Linked DNA regions of Mus musculus: all the other regions are linked to region 1. The links are chromatin contacts, called in public ChIA-PET and HiCAR-type maps. All regions are on one chromosome and are shown on one strand. The core of a region is the stretch at or near the end of the contact, and the rest is flanking DNA. Distances in the headings are between cores, read along the strand shown. Region 1 holds the start of Haus3 (HAUS augmin-like complex, subunit 3). Region 2 overlaps Fam193a (family with sequence homology 193, member A). Region 3 overlaps Add1 (adducin 1 (alpha)).

What was found. ChIA-PET counts read pairs in DNA pulled down with a chosen protein or histone mark. HiCAR-type assays count read pairs that join an accessible place to other places.
Region 2: an RNA polymerase II ChIA-PET map of memory CD8 T cells shows a contact between it and region 1, with 6 read pairs. The contact joins the enhancer-like site here to the promoter of Haus3 in region 1. A contact is called at or near these places in 3 of 39 promoter capture datasets (the 3T3-L1 cell line and frontonasal cranial neural crest), 1 of 115 datasets of contacts at active chromatin or transcription factors (memory CD8 T cells) and 3 of 9 other capture datasets (adipose tissue, liver and macrophages).
Region 3: a contact with region 1 is called in a HiCAR-type map of astrocytes, with 2.3 times the contacts expected there. The contact joins the enhancer-like site here to the promoter of Haus3 in region 1. A contact is called at or near these places in 4 of 39 promoter capture datasets (the HPC-7 cell line, HPC-7-derived erythroid cells, cranial neural crest and 2 more), 1 of 115 datasets of contacts at active chromatin or transcription factors (astrocytes) and 3 of 9 other capture datasets (adipose tissue, liver and pancreatic islet).

Annotation. Positions count from the first base shown.
Region 1 is chr5:34,167,904-34,171,910 of GRCm38.p6, forward strand. It overlaps Haus3 (HAUS augmin-like complex, subunit 3), which reads right to left and starts at 1,521. Exons shown (of 5, transcript NM_146159.1): 1 at 1,487-1,521; 2 at 1-540. The coding sequence starts at 410. Poln (DNA polymerase N) reads right to left here and starts at 1,623. Exons shown (of 25, transcript NM_181857.4): 1 at 1,487-1,623.
Region 2 is chr5:34,464,663-34,468,758 of GRCm38.p6, forward strand. Fam193a (family with sequence homology 193, member A) reads left to right here. Exons shown (of 21, transcript NM_001243123.1): 19 at 912-1,785. Among named protein-coding and RNA genes, the nearest start is that of Tnip2, 47 kb to the right of the region's middle. Within about 2 kb of position 1,624, at least 23 of the 459 cell types and tissues checked have an H3K27ac peak or open chromatin away from gene starts, as enhancers often do. A contact at or near this core is called in memory CD8 T cells, where this site is marked.
Region 3 is chr5:34,589,239-34,592,966 of GRCm38.p6, forward strand. All of the region lies in intron 1 of Add1 (adducin 1 (alpha)), which reads left to right. Among named protein-coding and RNA genes, the nearest start is that of Mir7036b, 17 kb to the left of the region's middle. Within about 2 kb of position 2,338, at least 38 of the 459 cell types and tissues checked have an H3K27ac peak or open chromatin away from gene starts, as enhancers often do. A contact at or near this core is called in adipose tissue and astrocytes, where this site is marked.

The DNA of each region.
Region 1 (4,007 bases), core at 271-2,770:
AATGCCAGAAACCTGTAGCTAGTTTCAGAAACCATTAACTGGTATTTATTCCGTCGCTGAATTTTTGAGTTATTTAATTTCTGCAGAGTTTGAACCTCATCCTCTAATATCTGTATCTCTTTGTCATCCAGTTTGCATGTCTTCAAATCAAAAGTTTTACAGGTCCTAAGAACTTCATCCAATGCTGTTCCTTCTAGGATAGGCTTGCCTGATCGCTGGAGATCGCTGAAGGCTTCCAATTCTTTTTCAGACAATACATTCTGTTCATTCACATTCCCACAAAACCATTTCAAGAATGACTCATCTTCAACATCCTCAAAGAGCCAGTCAAAATCTTCTCCATTAAGAATATCAGCTTTGGGATAACCAATTTTTTTCAATGTTTCCACAAACTCATTTCCACAACTCATGGTTTAACTACTCCTGTTTTTAAATATTTGATATGAATCTATTTTTTTAAACTAAGTTCAAACAGAAAAAAACATATTTACGCTAAGTCCATAGAAGAAGGAAAAAAAATACAATCTATAATGTGTTTTCCTAGTGGGGGAAAGAACACAAGTATTAGACCATGAACAAGGCAAATGAATTTTAAATATACAGATCATTTTATCAGATGACATCAGGAGACTACTTAAGTTAAAAGCAGATGCACGTGCAATATCTGACAAAGACAAAGCAAAACAGAAGCAATCAGGGTGTTGCTTAGGACACTACAACAGTAATGAAGAATCTAATTAATGAAGATATAACAATAAAAAAAAACTGATTTTTTTTCCCAATGATGAAATTACTTAAAATAAATTACATTTTGTAAAATAGCTGTTTCCCCTGTAGTTTCTAGTTAGGAAAAAGAAATATGCCTACCTTTCTAAGGAAGAATCAACTAAATATTTACTTCAATCAGCGTTCCATCAGTCTCAAAGGACTCAATCTATAGATATAACCAGTCTAACGCAGAGAAAACCAGGACAAATTGACAAGTTTCAAAGTACCCATCAATCATCAAGTAAGAAGTTTTATTTCGAATAGAACACAATGAACCACGACTTGAACCAAACTTAGGTCAGTGACAATGGCAGGTCTTAAAATCACGATGTATTTGACACTCTGGTAGCAAACTCTCTGGGTTGGTTTTGGTTTGTTTCTGAGTATCCAGTTATGACACTTAAGAGCTCTAATAAAACACGCCCACAAAAGTACCAAATTGCTGTTTTTAAAAGCTGGGTAACAGATAAGTGTGTATTTCCGGTTTAACGTTTGCCTCGTATGATTGAGGCCTTGGGTTTTATCCGCAGTATCCGAAAAATAAAGCTACCAACCCCAGCCGGATGACCGGCCACGTACCTCCGCCCCCACCTCTGGCACAAAGCCTCAGCCTCCCCGCACACCCCGCGCCTGGGCCCAGCGACCTCTATCGATGCCTCAAGCAGGCTGTAGGAGGGTAGCGGCGGCCCCGCCAACCCCGAACTTACAAGACCCTTACCTCAGGAAAGCCGCAGTCACTGCTCTCTGCCAGCCTCCAACCGCGCGCGCCGCAGTGCCTCACGGGAGTGCCAGGACGCGCACGCGCAGATTACAACATCCGTAAAGTCAGCGCAGGCGGCGAGGTATCCCGGAGAAAGCGAAGGAGGACCCGCAGACCAACCCCCTTCAACGAGCCGGGGTAAAGTGATTGGCTTTCCTGACGGACGCACCGCCCCTTAGCCCCGCCTCTGGCCCGCCGTCCTTCCCGCTAGGCTCAAGAGGATTGGTTTTCTCACTATAGGCTCTGCCCTCGCTCCGCCCCACCCCGCCCCCGCTCGGGAGTTGGAGTCTGGGTCTCTTCCGGCTGCTTTGTTGCCTTGGCCATTTGGCCCTCTAGTTCAGTTAGGCCTCCTGTCCTAAGAATGGCTTGCGGTCTGTGACACCACTAGGGGACCGGAAGTTTGAGGCCGAACAGACCCCTTCTTCCCCCAACAGCTCTTACCACCACCACTGGTAGGGTGATCCAGCGTTGGTGCTAATAACAAGCAGCTGGGACCCTATCAGGTCTCTTGCAGGGTAGGATTGTTGGCTATAGAATCTTTTACAATGGTTATTTAACAAAAATCACTTAACTCCCAAGGCCTCGATGACTTCCAAGCAAAAGCTGACTCCCTCCAAGATCCCATCTTCAAAATGTCAAGGTGTAAAATACATCAGTTTTAGAATGCATTTAACTCAGAAGTACAGACATTCTGAGGATGCCCGCCGTCATTCAATGAAAGACAGAATGCTGAACTCAGATGCAAGCCTAGTTAATGTCCTATGGTCCCAGAAAACTGATCTTTGGAGTTACAGTTGGCATTGGTAACAACTTGTCTGTATGGGTCATAATCTGTTCATTTTTTTCTATCAGACAGCATTTGCAACTTAACCACTCTCTTGTAAGATGATATATAAATTCACAAGATCTGGGCTTTGATCATTAAAAAAATAGTATTCCCCTCTTCTAATCATAAATAGGGTGATGTATCAGACAAGGGTCTAGTCTAGTTGCTACTAGGTAGAATTCTTTCTGGATCTTTTTCCCTGGGCTTATTTGTTTTGTGAGACAAGGATTTGCTTCTCTACCCAGGCTGGGCTTCAACTCAAGATCCTACTTTAGCATCTCCAAGTGCTGGGGCCACAGGTATGAATCACCATGCCCAGATATTCATGTTTTCAAAGAGAGAAAAACTAATGTTCTAAGCAGATCATTTAAATTTGAGTTGAAGACATTTCCTATTAATTCTTATTTAACTTTTATCCTCCTTTTGAAGGTCAATAAAACCGGAAAGTAAATAAAAACAAACAGTACAGGGGAAAAGTTCTTAGAATGGTGCCTAATGTGGTTAGGACATCAGGGGACTGGCCCAAGAGGACCCCAGATGCCAAACTGGAGGTAGGGGCTCAGCAGGGAGCTGGCGTTGAGTGGGTTTTGGCCAGAGGAAGTGCAGGCAGTACTTTTGGGAAATTTTGCTGAGGCGGCAAAGACTGAGAGAAAAAGAGCCAAATGACACAAGATGAGGGGGTGGGAATGCAAGGCTGAGAGGATTTTTGGTGTTGTTTTGTTTTAAAGTGGGAGGAACTGGAGGATATTTATAGACTGTGCGGAAGAGCTCGGAGGAGATGGAATTAAAGATGCCAGAAAGACAAAGGGCTACTTTGCAGGCTGAGGTTCCCCCCAGGCACAGCCTGGGACCCATGAGACCTTCTAGAAAACCCACTGTTCTTAGTGACTCCTGGCCCCCAGCTCGCTCTCTTGAATTGCTGACCACCGCTCCTTGTTTGAGAAGTGTTTGCGAGGCCATAAGAAGCCATGAAAACATAAAGATTAGAACAGGATCAGCCCCCTGAGTACAAACAGCAAACACAATGGGGTCAATTATACAGAACTGGAAAGTTTTCTTGGGACTGGATTAGAAACTTAAGAAGGCAAGTATGTTAAACTTATTTCCAAGACAAGCTTGCTTTCTTCTACTCAAACTCAGTTGTGGTTTTAGTGGGGTCAAAAGGTAACGGGAACCGAGGAGCTAATCGGTCCTAAGCAAGCCTGTGAGAATGTAATGGGCGAAACAAACCAAAATGCAGGACCTGAGTCTTTTCTGTTGGCCTTACTCTCCTGTCATCAATATTAAAAATTATTTTATGTTTTATACAGTATATTTACAGACAGTTTTAAAACTTTGTATACAACTGTGCTGTTGAAGGTTGTTTTTGGATGCAGTTTAACGGAAGTGAAGAGATCTGTTCTCCAGACAACATGGAGGAGGGAGCAACAGCCTCAGACATGTGTTAGCTTGATTCTACCAAAAAAAAAAAAAAAAAAAAAAAAAGTCACAAAAGGTTTGAGAAAGCTGGCACTGGACAATTCGGAAAAGGCAAGGGAGCCCAGGAGCTGGCAGAACACTGGGGGCCGTCAGCCAGTGAGATGTGGTCTGGCAGCTTCCTCCTATCGGTCTTGTTCTTCCAGAAGAAAGTTGACTTTTCTTAAGACCATGGAG
Region 2 (4,096 bases), core at 374-2,873, 300 kb after region 1:
AAACTGCTGAGAGCAATTTCCACTCCCCAGAAACTTGACAGGGCTTTTCATAGCACGTCATGAAAAGTAGACATCTATTTGCTTGGGTTTGGAGCCCTGAAAGGGTCTGTTCTGTGGTCTAGAATCATTCGTACAATGAAATCTTTACTTGATGAAACTTCTTTCCATCAGGTTGGAAAGCAGAAATACATTGGGGCCACTTTGCTATGTGAAACTGAATATTTCTGAAAGCCCTTTGCTCTTGTGTAGTTCAACGTGTATTGAGACTTTTATCTGATAGTGTGGGAAGGGACTTTCAAACTTTTGGACACATTTTGTTTGTGTCTTACTTATGCAGGTCCTTATTTCTGGTTCAGCCCTCACCTGGACAGCAAAGTCTGTCAGGAGCTCATGCAATCAGAAAGCTGATTCCTTGCTATTTCTATAGAGAGATGGTCAGGTCTATGGGTGCTGCACGCACAGCACAACTGCTGGTCTGACTACTCCTGGTACCTACTTCTTGGTCAGAAGCTAGCCACCTAGTTCCCAGTAAAGTAAGCATATGCTTGGTAGGTAGATGAGATTTAACAGTTCTTTTGGGTGAAATAATTACAGGTACGTATGTTGTAGGTACATTTGTTACTGCCTCTATCAAAGTTTATTTTTCAATATATGATTGATATCTCAAGTTTCTAGAGTAATTTTTTTAATTACATTTATATATGTGGGGAGGGGAGGCCATCATAGTTTGTGTGTAAGTCATGGGTCAATGTTTATGGGATGATTCTTCACCATGTGGTTCTTGGGGGATCAAATTCAACTCACCAGGCTTGGTGGCAAATGCCTTTACCTGCTGAGCCGTCTTAGCAACTCTGTCAAGTTTTGGAGTTCTTACCATGGTCTAAAGCCATCTTCTCTTTTGTTATTGGCAGCTGGAAGAGAAGGCACGCCTAGAAGCTGAGGCCAGGGCACGGGAGCATCTGCATCATCAGGAGGAGCAAAAGCAGCGGGAAGAAGAGGAGGACGAAGAAGAGGAGGACGAGGAACAGCATTTCAAGGAGGAATTTCAGCGGCTTCAGGAGCTTCAGAAGTTAAGAGCTGCAAAAAAGAAGAAAAAGGATCGGCCAAGTAAAGACTGTTCCAAGTTGGACATGCTTGCTAGAAATTTCCAGGCAGCAACAGAGTCTATCTCTAACTCTGAAAACATCCACAATGGCTCCTTAGAACAAACCGAAGAACCAGAAACCTCATCTCACTCCCCTTCCAGACACATGAACCACTCAGAGCCCAGGCCAGGGCCTGGAGCCAATGGGGATGCTACAGACCCTGTGGACCCCAGAGACCCCTCCAAGCTTCTGCTACCTAAGGAAGTCAATGGGAAGCAGCACGAGCCTCTTGCATTTCTCTTGGACATGATGCATCATCACAAGGAGGGAAATAGCAAGCAAAAGTTAAAGCAAACCAGCAAGACCAGCAATGAGCCAGCCAGGAAGCCCACAGAGCCTCCCAAAACCACAGAGGTACAGCTCAAACCCCGGGCCCAGCCAGAGTTGAAACCTAAAGTAGTTGACCTTGCTCTTCTCACAGAGCAGAAGAGGGAGGAGAGGAAAACCAACAGCAACAACAACAACAAAAAGCAGCTGAGCCACATCAAAGAGGAGAAGCTGAGCACTGTCACTCCTGAGCCACCCTCCCCCAGCCAGCTCCTGCAGAATGGCAGGCTGATTCTGGCCAGTTCTCCTCAGCCCAAGGGCAAGAATAAGAAAAATAAAAAGAAGAAAGGAGACAGAACCAGCAGTTCACTTGGTAAATAAAGATCACAAGGGAACTGTTCCCAGCCTTGGCTGGTGTGGTCTGTGTGTGTGAGTTCTCGACAGGCCCCTGCAGGCGGGATGTTGCTCATCTGTGACTTTTCCAACAATAATAATTTGTAGCTGCTATATTATGATTTTGAAATAATTTTAGACATATAAAGTGCACTTTTTTTTTAAAAAATTTGATTTGTGGTTAGTTGAAAACATAGGTACAGAACTGGAGAGGGTAAGGAGAGTGGCTGCTGTAACATCCCTCCTATCCTGGGTCATCTTTGGGTGAGGTTATGTTCACCTGTTTCTAATACCGTTGTGTTGATTGTTCCTATCTCATAATTAGTAAGTTTCCATGTCTGTGTCACAGTGAGTTTCCATGATATCCAGTGCATGACTTGTGTTCTCAGACATCCTTGATTACTAAGAACTTGTTCCGATAGTGACTTACACAGGTCTAGAACATTCTTGAAGTAGTTGCAAAGGTTTTTGTCTTATACTCTAGAGAAGTCTGAACTTCCTGTTTTGTACATAAAGGTGACATGCTGCTTACTGGCTTACTCCTCATGGCTTACTGAACTTGCTTTCTTACAGTCTCCAAGACCACTATCCCAAAGGTAGTACCACCCATGCAGTGAACTTGACCCTCCCACAACAATAAGCAATCAAGAAAATGCACTACAGGCTTACCCATAGGCCAGTCTGATGGGATCATTTTCTCCACAGTGAGATTCCCTCTTCCAAAAATTACTCTAGCCTATATCAAGCTGATATAAAACTATCCAACAGACCTTTTGGTTGTTTTGTTTGTTTGTTTGTTTGTTTGTTTGTTTTTGTTCTTAACTAGAATTTTGTTGTTTGGTTTTTAAGAGATTTTTATAAATTAGGAATACGAGTTTTTCACCTCTGTTCGGTGCTGCCAAAATTTTCTCCTGGTTCCTCAGTTTCCTATGAACTTGGTTTACTGGGTTTTTCAGCCATTTGGAAGTTTTCTTGTTAACTTTTATGTAGTCATTTTACCAATCTTACATTGTAAGTCTTACATTGTAAACTGCCTTTAGAGTTTGATAATTGTTAGTCTTATTCTGACACCAGGGTTAGGGAGGAATACAAAATTTCTCTCTAGTGTTTGTGTAGTTTCTTCTTCCTCCCCTCATGTAGATCTTAAACATGTTTGAGGTTTATTTTGGGGTATGAGATGAAGTGTGGGTTTATTTTTCTCTTTTCCCAAATGCTTCCACAATTTATGAGGAAGCTCTTCCTGCCCCTGTGGTCTATAGTGCTGCTCTACTGCAGCGGTTTTCATATGCCCTGGGTCTGGGTCTGGGCTCTGTGTTCTTTCTTGTGTTCCCTGCTCTGAACTGTTATTTTTAAGTCTCCCATTTACAAGTTTTATAGGTGCTTCTCTTATCTCTTAGTTGTTGTTCTTAGTATTTGGCTGCTCTTCTTTATAACTTACAGTGAGTTGAGATGTAGGTGCTATGAAGTATATACTATATTCTGGAATTTACTTTTAAAAATGGATGAAGTCTCTCAGTGTATTTAATTTCCAGTGCTGGAATTGAAGCCCAAGGCCTATGCATATCAGAAAGGCACTGTATCCCTGAGCTTCATCCTTTACCACAATACATTTTATGTTAATTACATGTTATAATACTATTTTAATATATTAAATTATTACTAAATATATTTTTTAAGTCTTAAAATATGTTACTCAAATCACATTTATTGGGCTGGAGAGATATGGCTCAGTGGTTAAGAGCACTGACTGTTAGCATTCTGTCTAAACTCCACCCCCACAGTTACCTGGCAACAGCCAGGTAGACCTATAAAAGGGGCTGCTTGCCCCCACTCCCTCTCTTGATCTCTTGCTTCTCTCCTGTTTTTCCCTTACCCCCTCTCTCCTTGAGTTCATGGCATGGCGGTCTCTACTTGTCTACTCTGTCTCTCTGCCTTTCTCTGCCTCTACTACCCTCTTAACTCCCCTCCCCATGCCCTGAATAAATTCTGTTCTTCTATACTATCCCATAGTGTGGCTGGTCCCTCAGAGATAAGGGATGCCTCAGCATGGGCCTGCTGAGACACCTCCTTCCCCCATACCTCACCACACCCCCATAGAATATATTCTTTCCCCCTTTATCTTTTTATAAACACATCATATGGTACGGAGAGATATATATTCTATAGGAGTGTGGTGAGGTATGGGGGAAGGGGGGGTGTCTCAGTGGGCCTATGACAAGGCATCCCTTCCCCCCTTCTCCCCCCCCCCCCCCCAGGGACCAGCCACAGGACAGTATAGTATAGAATAGAGT
Region 3 (3,728 bases), core at 1,088-3,587, 420 kb after region 1:
CACTCACAACTCCATCCATAACTAATTAAGAAAATGCCCCACAGGCTTGTCTGGAACCCAGTCTTATGGATGTTGCCTTTTCTTCATTGAGGGTCCCTCCTCTCAGATAACTTTCGCTTGGACCAAGATTATTCAGCACATAGCCCATATCTTTCTCTCTCTCTCTCTCTCTCTCTCTCTCTCTCTCTCTCTCTCTCTCTGTCTCTCTCTGTTTTTTAGATTTATTTTATATATGTGAGCATACTATTGTTGTCTTCAGACATACCAGAAGAGAAGAGGGCATCAGATTCCCTTACAGATGGTTGCTGGGAATTGAACTCAGAACCCCTGGAAGAGCAGCCAGTGCTTTTAACTGCTAAGCTATGTCTCCAACTCCCTCTATGGTTCTTTAAAAATATGCTATTTTAGTTTTTTGAAATAGTCTCATGCAGTATAGTCCTTGGAATTACTATGTATTCCAATCTCAGGCTGGCCTAGAATCAGTGATCCTCCTGCCTCAGCCTTCAGAGTACTGGGATAACAGACATGCACCACAATGCCTGGCTTCTCTAGGTGAATTTGATAGATGGCCAGAATAGAGAACCAGAGAGTACAAATAGAGATGGGGCTGACAGTATTGTTAGGGAAGAGCAAGAGCTCAGGGCTCTGGGAAGAAAGGAGACAGCAAGGGAAGCTGCACAGAGTGGCTGGAGAGATAGGAGGGAAGGCAGAAAGGACGCTGGGAGGCTGGGGGTTGGGGGTGAAAGGGGTGGGGGTGGTCAGGTGCTGCTAGGAGGTTGTGTGAGGTGATCACGGAGGGTGAAGGGAAGGAGTTATAAGTGAGTGGGTAGAGGAGGAATTAAGGTAGGTCTCAGAGGCTCAGAGCTTTTGGAACTTCGACCTCCACCCTTTTTTGGTGCCCTGAATTCTAATCAAGTTGGAGAGCGGCCTCTTCTGGAATTCCCTCTGATCCCTGCTGTGAAAGCTTCTCAGTGCTTGTATTCCCAAGGTAGAGGTCAGGAGTTTCTAGCAGAGGAGTAAGAGAGCACAAAAGGGCAGCCTCCAGGGTGGAAGGCAAAAGGGCATCCTTCAGAGTGGAGAGCAGACCAGAGCCCCAGGGCTTCGGTTTAACCTTTCTACCCCCGAGGCGGCCCAGGGATTATTCCTGAAATAAGCAAAGGCTTAGGAGCCATCCTCATTCATTGTACAGTCTTAAATGCAAGAATAAGTTCCAAGATGGGACTGTGGGTCAAGCTGAGGTTTACTAGGGCAGAGGGCTGCAGTGCTTTGCCTGCTCTGTGAAGAGGGGCTCACGGGAGAGGCTTTCTTCCTCTTACCTGGTAACTTTGCCTGCCTCATCCTGTAGCCACATTCTCTTATTTATGTCTCCAGAATTTGGGACACCTTTAACCCTAACAATCCTACCCTCTGGCATTAATTTTCTATATAGAGTGAAACAAGATGCTTAACTCTTTCTTAGTTTATTTGCTCTTTTACCACAACATAAGAGAAATGTATTAATCAAAAAGTCATAATGTACTTGACTAATACATTCTCATACTCTGGAACAAGTTATTCTCATGGGTCTTTTGTTTGTCTGTCTGCCTAGAGGCTGTTCTGAACACAAGCCACCTGGCCATGGCCCCAGTCACCCAAGACTGTGGGGCTCAGCAGGGAAGGGCTTGCAGTGCGCGGATGGCGACTGGGGTGGGATCCCTGGACCTCACATAAGGTAGAAAGGATGACAGACATACAGTACTGTGGCTCTCTCCGCATCTGCTGATGTCATTATAGCACAGTGTCTTTGTTTGTTATACACTTGCTCTAATGATTATTATTTTATTGTCTAAGTGGTATTTTATTTTTAAATTACTTTTATAAATTAACTTTAAATTGTATATATAACACTTACACAGTTGCCCCCTGTCTGCTCAGCTCCTTACACTTCTGTCATTTTCAGTTTCTTGCGGATTTTTTATTTATGCAAATATAAATGAGTTTTTACTTACCCCTCACATATACCATCTATATTGATTTCTGTATCTTTCTTTTTTCATTTAACAATACATCCTTATTTTGTGAAGACACCTGTACATTTATAGTTACTTGGTAGCATAAAGACTTAAACAAACCTCTAATAGCCTATGTGGTGACTTTTCAAAGAGCATACTTTTGACAGTTTCACTTAAGCTTATGTTTGTGATTTTAAATGCTTCTTGCCTAGATCAAAAGAGGAACCCTGTCTCTGTCTGTTCTCAGGCTTCAGGGCTAACACAGCAGCACTCGCAGCCTTTGCGTGTGCAGAACACTGAGCCATTCTCCCAGCATTCAGTCTTGGGCTCTTCTCAGTCCTTCAAGTCCTAGCTTTTACTTCAGAGCTTTCTTTTGTCTTATTCTTCGCAACTAATTACTTCACAGTGTGGAACATTCAGACCTTTGATTCTGGGGGAAGCGGGGAGTGCTTCTTTACTTGTATTCTTGCCAGACTTCTCCACTTAGCCCTCCCCTCAGAAAAATAATTAAAAGGACAGACCAAATTTTTACTTAGCAACCTTCCCTTGTGGAATGTCCTTCAGAAAGTGTTTGGGAGTGGGGTGCAGTTCAGCAGAGGCGTATTGGCTGATTACCCTTGAAGACCTGTGGTGTTTGATTCTCAGCACCAAAGGGGAAGGAATGAGGCAGGGCAAATTTTGTTTCAGGAAACAGTACATTTTGAAGGATTTTTATAATGTCAGCAAAACTATTACAGTAGTTGAGAAAGCCTAATGTGGTAGGGTGGGCCTTTTATTTATTTATTTTTAAAATTTTTTATTAGATATTTTCTTCATTTACATTTCAAATGCTATCCTGAAAGTCCCCTATATCCTCCCCCTGCCCTGCTCCCCTACCCACCCACTCCCACTTCTTGGCCCTGGTACTGGGTCAAGTTATATAAAGTTTGCAAGACCAAGGGGTCTTTCTTCCCAATGATGGCTGACTAGGCCATCTTCTGCTACATATGCAGCTAGAGACACGAGTTCTGGGGGTACTGGTTAGTTCATATTGTTGTTCCACTTATCCGGTTGCAGACCCCTTCGGCTCCTTGGGTACTTTCTCTAGCTCCTCCACTGGGGGGCCTGTGTTCCATAGAGTGGGCCTTTTATCCTACTACTTTGGAGAGAGTGGCAGACAGATCTCTGAGTTCCAGGCCAGCCAGAGCTAGATGATAAAAACCTGTCTTTAAAAAAAAAAAAAAAAAAAAAAAAGCCAGGCAGTGGTGGCACAGGCCTTTAATCCCAGCACTAGCACTCAGGCGGGTCTCTGTGAGTTCGAGGCCAGCCTGGTCTACAGAGAGAGTTCCAGGACAGCCAGGGCTACACAAGAAGCCCCCAACCCCCAGTTATAGTAGTTGAATCCAGTGAAGAAGCAAAAATAGGAAAGGCAGTTGGCACTGTTGCAGTATAATGTTAAATTTCGACTTCTTTTCCTCTAATATATATATATTTTTAAATTATGTGTATGGTTTCTGTACCAGGTCCGGGCACGTGATCCCTGGATCTGGGCTTAGCAGTGGTTGTGAGTCTCCCAACTGCTGGGAATGCAGGCCTCATCTCCAGCCCCATCGACTGGTGCAGGGAAGGCGTTGAACAGTGTCTGGCCTCAAGCTCACTGGAGTCTTGCTTCTACTTCCTGAGTGCTGAGGTCACAGGAGTGTATCACCATGCTTGCTGTTTCAGCCACCAGGGACCCTCATGGTGCTTGGCTCAGAA